2 separate regions of the Sus scrofa genome follow, and region 2 is linked to region 1. A link is a contact called in public HiChIP or PLAC-seq data. All regions are on one chromosome and are shown on one strand. Each heading gives the region's core, a stretch centred on a gene start, on an enhancer-like site or on the middle of the called end of the contact. The rest is flanking DNA. Distances are from core to core; before and after follow the strand shown. Region 1 holds the start of COPB2 (coatomer subunit beta'). Region 2 holds the start of NMNAT3 (nicotinamide/nicotinic acid mononucleotide adenylyltransferase 3).

Region 1 (3,009 bases), core at 263-2,762:
GCTTAGTGTTACCACTCTGTAAACATTTATAACTCACTCTCCCAACTGCTGAGAGAATTAGGAGGCAAAGGTTTAAGCAAAATCCATGGCACATAGTAAACATTCTACACTACATAAGTGAATAAATAAATTCACATTTTGTGTCTTATATAAAAGATTTTAAAAGTGTTAGATAATTAACTATTTCATTATAAAAACACTTGGAAAAGTGTTTAAAAAGATTGGAAAAGAAAACTAAGATAGGCAGATGTGAGGGCTGTTTCCAAAAACCGTCTGTTGCTAAAAGCACAGCACACCCCAGAGCAGATCACTGGTAATATGAGGTGGTGAAATTGAGTATTGTTCAGGGGCTCTGGGGACCCAGAAAGTTCAGGGATGAGGATGGAGGGTGCCTGTGAGTGAACCTCCTGAAATTTTATGCAACACTGTGTTTCTCTATGTTTCTTCTATAAGTATCCATAAAGTTTACCACTATCTCTAGGGAATCAACCTCTGTTGTAGTTAAAACTCTGCATCAATTAGCCTTAAACAAACTTTAATTTTTTTTTCTTTCTTTAACTGCAAGGTGAGGAACTTAGACTTCTTAATCCCTAAGGTCTTCAACCTCCAAAAATCTTTGCACCTGTGCTTCCTAACAAATGCAAAAAAGCAGGAAAACGTTTAAATACAAAATACTGACTCTCTTACATATTTTTGGAAAGGAATTCTCACGCTATTGTATTATTTTTCTTCTTAATATAACACTTTTGTGCAAAAGCATTTTAGAGCATATTTGGAGGTGATAAAAAATGCTGTCATTACAGCCATTCTTACCAGCTACTCCATTTGCAAATGTAGAAAAGCATGCCAACCAGTTTTATATACAATTCCCCAAGTCTTTTCTCCTTAAAACGTAAGCTGGGAATTTTAAATTCCACCTCTGATTCTCTATATACTTACTGGGGTGGGATGGAAGCGTGCCTGTTTAAGTTCGTAGTTTGTAGTCAGCACACACTATACCAGAACAAGCCCAACATGAGTGCAAAATCAGCTATCACCGTTTTAAAGGCAGAATGAGTAGTTTTGTCAAGGCCTTCTAAGGAAATCGACATTTTCGGTCTCCTGCTATTTCCCTACACCACGGACCCCGCTGCAGAGTTCAGAAGCTCTGGCGACGCCGTAACCACCGGAATCAGGGACCCCTCAATTCCAGCCATTACCTCTCCAAACCACCCATCACCTTCTCCCTCCCAGAATTCAAACTGGACCAGGGCCCCGCAAGGCCTGAGGCGGCGGCCGCAGCGGGAGCCCAGGCTACTGCTGCTGCTGACTGTGGTCCCCAGGCCAGGAGCTCCAGGTAATGACCTGGGCCGCAGGAGTCCCGCTCCCTCCTGCAGGGCCTGGACCTACCATGGCTCCGTCGGTCCAAGTCCGGGCGTCCTCGCTTGCTACCGGCAAGCAGTCCCAAGACAGACCCACCTTACCACTGACCCGCCGACGGACTGACGTGGAACTTCCGGGAGGAGTTCTCGCGATAGTAGAGGCCAGGGCCAGAGCGCCTGCGCAAAGCCGGCGCAGGGCTGACGTTTGCCAAGCCCCGCCCCAATTTCCTAGGCAACGTGGCCTCCAAACTGCCCCGGCAGACCTGGAGCCGCTGGAGCAAATTGGGGTGTGGCCTCTACTACTCTGCGCGGTGGTTTGGGTCTGCTGAGGGTGAATGAGAATCGGAAAACCGAGAGACAGAAAAGATGGGGGGATTCCCCTCCAGGCTTAGAGGAAACAACCCGACTGCTATCCATGAGGATGCAGGTTCGATCCCTGGTCTCGCTCAGTGGTTAAGGATCCCGCGTTTGCTGTGAGCTGTCTTGTAGGTACCAGACGGGGCTGGAATTGTGTGTGGAACCGCGCGTGGCTGTGGCGTAGGCCGGCAGCTATAGCTCCTATTGGACCCCTGACCTGGGATTTAAATATACCCGGAGGTGCGGCCCTAAAAAAAAAGTGACAAAAAAAGAAGAAAAAAAAAATGGCAAAAAGCAGAATGTTTAATCCAAACACTAATGGCTGGAGAAACTGCCCCTTGGTGTAATTTTGTCACAGGGGCTGAGCAGCGCTGTCAGGGCTCCTCTGAAGGAGTTAGAGGGAAGAAAGAAAGGCAGGCGAGGCTTCCAGCCCGCTGTGCCCTGGTGAGCCTGAGTACAAAGCCCAGAGAATTCTCTACTGGTGCACTGATTGAGGCTGGAAAGATGTGGCCTGAACTGCGGGCTGAGCTTCCCCTCGGAGGGTAGAAAAGAGCCTTCAGGCTCTGGATCTCCCCAGGAGATGGGAGTATCCGACGCTGCTTGACCTGCTTTTATTGAGCATCGACCACGTTGTCCATGCTTTTGTTTCATTTTTTGGTAAAAATTTAACTTTTATTTTGCAGTGTTGTTCTTTCTTTTAGAAACTGGTTATTGATATTCAGCTGTATGCCAAACAGCCTTTTCTCTTAAATTTTCGCATCAGATCTGAATTATGTCCATTTTACTGATGAGAAAACTAAGGCTTAAAGAATTTAAGTGTCCAGGCCAAGGCCACATAGTAAATGGTAGAGGCAGAATTTGATACTGGACTAGTATGGAAGTCTTGTACTCTTTCTACTATACCAAAGTATATCTTCATTAAGGTAGTTGAACACTATAATAAGGACCTGCACCATAGGGGTTACAAAATTAAGTGCTAGAGCATTTGCCTACCACCACCTTCCTACATTCCACCTTTTAAAAATAAATTATTTCAACTTAATTTTTTAAACACCACAGGCCTAATAACACTTGCCCTCTTGGTGCATATAAATGTATAAATGGGAGTTCCCACTGTGGTGCAGCAGAAACGAACCCAGCTAGTATCCAAGAGGATGATGGTTGGATCCCTGGCTTCCTCCAGTGGGTTAAGGATCCTGTGTTGCCCTGAGCTGTGGTGTAGGTCACAGACTCAGCTGATCTGGGGTGGCTGTGGCTGTGGTATAGGCTGGCGGCTGCAGCTCCGATTTGA
Region 2 (2,907 bases), core at 158-2,657, 290 kb after region 1:
GTGTGAGCCTTATGTTCCCAGGGGACTCGTGGAGCTGGCAGTGACAGGTGAGGCTTCCTGTGAAATGTAAACGTGGCTCTGGCAGAAGCAGAGGGGCTTTCCCTGATAAGGCCAGGGCGTCAAACCCTCTCCAAAGCACCACGTTCACCAGGCTGGTACTGTCAGTGTCCTTCACCTGGCCCACTCCACCTGAGCTCCAGGAGGACAAGGCCAGTGTGAAGTGGGCACCAGTTAAATATTTCAAGAATGAATGGCTAAAGCAGTCATCATTTTAGAGGCCCAGCTGTTTGAGAGATTTGACTCAGATGAGGCAACAGGACTGCAGGAGAGGGGAAGTGAGTTTGCCCAGCAGCAGAATACTGTGTTCAGCCCAGATCTATGCCCTGCTCCATCAACAGAGGTCTTCATCTTTACTTCACTCACCAAACGCTCAGAACACAACTAAGTCATTGACATTCAGGGTCTCAACTGCCAATGGGCAGGAACAGTGCCACTTTACAGAGTAGGAAGTTGAGAAACCTGCTTTCCTCCTAGCTCTCTGTACCCGCCACTACTGACCTGCCTTTCCTCAAACAAGCCACACTCTCTCCCAGCAAAATGTGTTTGCTCTGTGGTTTTCCACCTTGGAACTCTGCTCTTCAAACTGAAGTACATCCTTTACAAATGGGAGCTCTGGCTAAAAGTTCTCCCAGCACAGGTGACTCCAATCTTCACAGTTTTAATTTTCACACTCAGGTGTGGAGAATACCTACTTGCTATGGGTCTCTCCCACCAGACTGCAAGCTCCAAGAGGGGTGGCCACCACTGTTCGTTGGCCTACCACTGTATCCCCAGTACTGAGCCCAGGGGTACGCAGGATTTGGTGGATACTTTTTTATAACTGCTGAGTGCGCAAGAACTTAAGGTGGGATCTGTTTGAACCACGCAGTGCAAAGGCAAGGGTGATAATGCTGAGCCGAAAAAGGGCTGCACGCGGCGGTAGAGAAAAGGCGTTCTGGGGTCCATCCGACCCGTACTGTCTACGGGGCTCCGCGTCCCGCCGCCACCTGTCGTCTTGGAGCGGGCCAGGTTTTCGCGGGCGCCCGCGAGGGTAGAGGCGGGGTCAACAGGCGCGGCCCTGGTTGCGCTTACCTGCGCGTTGCGGGGCTCCGCAGAGACACTCGGCGTGCCTTGGAGGCCTACAGGGAACTGTGGGCTCGGACGTGCAGAACCAGGGCTCTCTGCCCGCCCGCGACTCAGCACGTAGCCTGGCGGGGACTGTTGCAGGGCTCCGCAAGCACCGCCCTTCACGGTGGAGGAGCCCGGGACCTTCCCGCCCCGCCCCCGCGCTGGGGGTGAGAGGGCGGGTCTAAGGTGAACTTGACCCTGCGCGATCCCGGCTCCCCGCGATGGGCGGAGTCAGAGAGAAACCACCCGCGCCCCCTTGCTTTCCTTTCTCGTCAGGGCCGGGCCCCGAGGAGAACAGGACCTGTGCCCCGCCCCCTTGCTCAAAAGCCCCGCCCACTGCCCGCCCCCCCCCACTGGCGTTTTTATTTCCTGTGAGAGTTTGCATTTTATTTTCCTACGTTTTATATTCTGTTTTATTCCTTATTTTTACTTTTTTTAAAATATCGAATTAAAAATATTTCAAAGCAAGGCATAAGTACTTTTTACAAAATAAAATTAGCGAGATGTTCTTATAATGAAAGCAACAGGGCCCTCTCCCTTGCGCTGCACATACAGTCCTTTATATCATCAGTTCCTGTGTTGAATTCTTCTCGTGGTTACCCCCTGGTCGCTAAAAAATAAGCTTACATAGCAGTTTCTTGATTTATCTATTGACTTTCTGCCATGTTAGATGAGGATTTACTCTCTCACTGCGCCCCTGCCTCCCTTCTGCTGACAAATTTACACCTCTGTTCTCAAGTCCTGCCCTGGCGAGCTCTGAGACCCCAAACAAGGAGTGGATGAAGGTTTTCTGGGACTTGAAGCTTATACAATTGTGGGAGGAGGGGAGAATGAGGGCTGTTTTAGAGAGCCCTACAGAACAAAGGCTTGCAAATGAACATTTATTTAGAATGAGAAAAGCAATCACAACAAAATCCTTTGGCCTTGGGGAATCAGGTCCATGTCCTCTGAGATCTTTGTAGGTAATTTATATCCTGAATTTGTTTCCTGAGTGTGGCTTCTCTTCCTCTGCTCACCCAGAACCCGCCATAACTCCCAGTCCTTCCAGGGGCAGTGAAGGTCAAGGTGCATGTTTCTGCCAGTAGGATTTCCTGACGGAATGAACTGAGGTGCGCAAAAAGAGACATCAAGGGTGATGCCAAAGTCTTGTGATCGCTGCACACCTAACTCTCAGCTTTCGTAGCATCCGTGATGGATTCTTAGTATAGAGTGTTTTGTAAAGCTGGCTCTGGGCCCCTGTCTGGTCACCAGATCCTCAAGGTGCTCCCAATAGGCTGGCTGGACAGGCATGCTCTCCCCACTTTTAGGAGGGTCTGTACTTATCAGCAAAGGCAGAACACAGATAGTACCTAGTAAGTGTGTAGGTGAAGGGGCTGGTCCATCCCTCCTTATTCAGACTGAAGAAGCAGTGTCCACCACTTCCAGACACCCCTTCTCTCCCAGGTGAGTTCAGTCCTTTCCCTTCTTCTGCTCTGCCTCCCTTCTCACCTATTCATTCTCCTTCCTCCCTTGTCCAGCTCCTGAGAATCAGGAGTAACTCCCTTACTCTGTGAGACGTGGCTCAACTGGGTGACCTTGAGCAAAGTCACTTTACCTCTGATGCCTCAGGATCCTTCTCTGAAATTGGAGGTAACAACCCTTCAGGGAAGATTAAGTGGCTTCATATCTATATGTAAGAGGATAATTTTTCCCCTTATTTATTTATTATTTATTTATTTTGCTTTTTAGGTCCACACCCCT

What was found. HiChIP or PLAC-seq counts read pairs in DNA pulled down with a chosen protein or histone mark.
Region 2: an H3K27ac HiChIP or PLAC-seq map of alveolar macrophages shows a contact between it and region 1. The contact joins the promoter of NMNAT3 here to the promoter of COPB2 in region 1. A contact is called at or near these places in 1 of 47 Hi-C or Micro-C datasets (liver) and 1 of 2 datasets of contacts at active chromatin or transcription factors (alveolar macrophages).

What each region holds. Positions count from the first base shown.
Region 1 is chr13:80,263,280-80,266,288 of Sscrofa11.1, forward strand. It overlaps COPB2 (coatomer subunit beta'), which reads right to left and starts at 1,513. Exons shown (of 23, transcript XM_021069531.1): 1 at 1,390-1,513. The coding sequence starts at 1,392.
Region 2 is chr13:80,555,401-80,558,307 of Sscrofa11.1, forward strand. NMNAT3 (nicotinamide/nicotinic acid mononucleotide adenylyltransferase 3) reads right to left here and starts at 1,408. Exons shown (of 4, transcript XM_021069536.1): 1 at 1,132-1,408.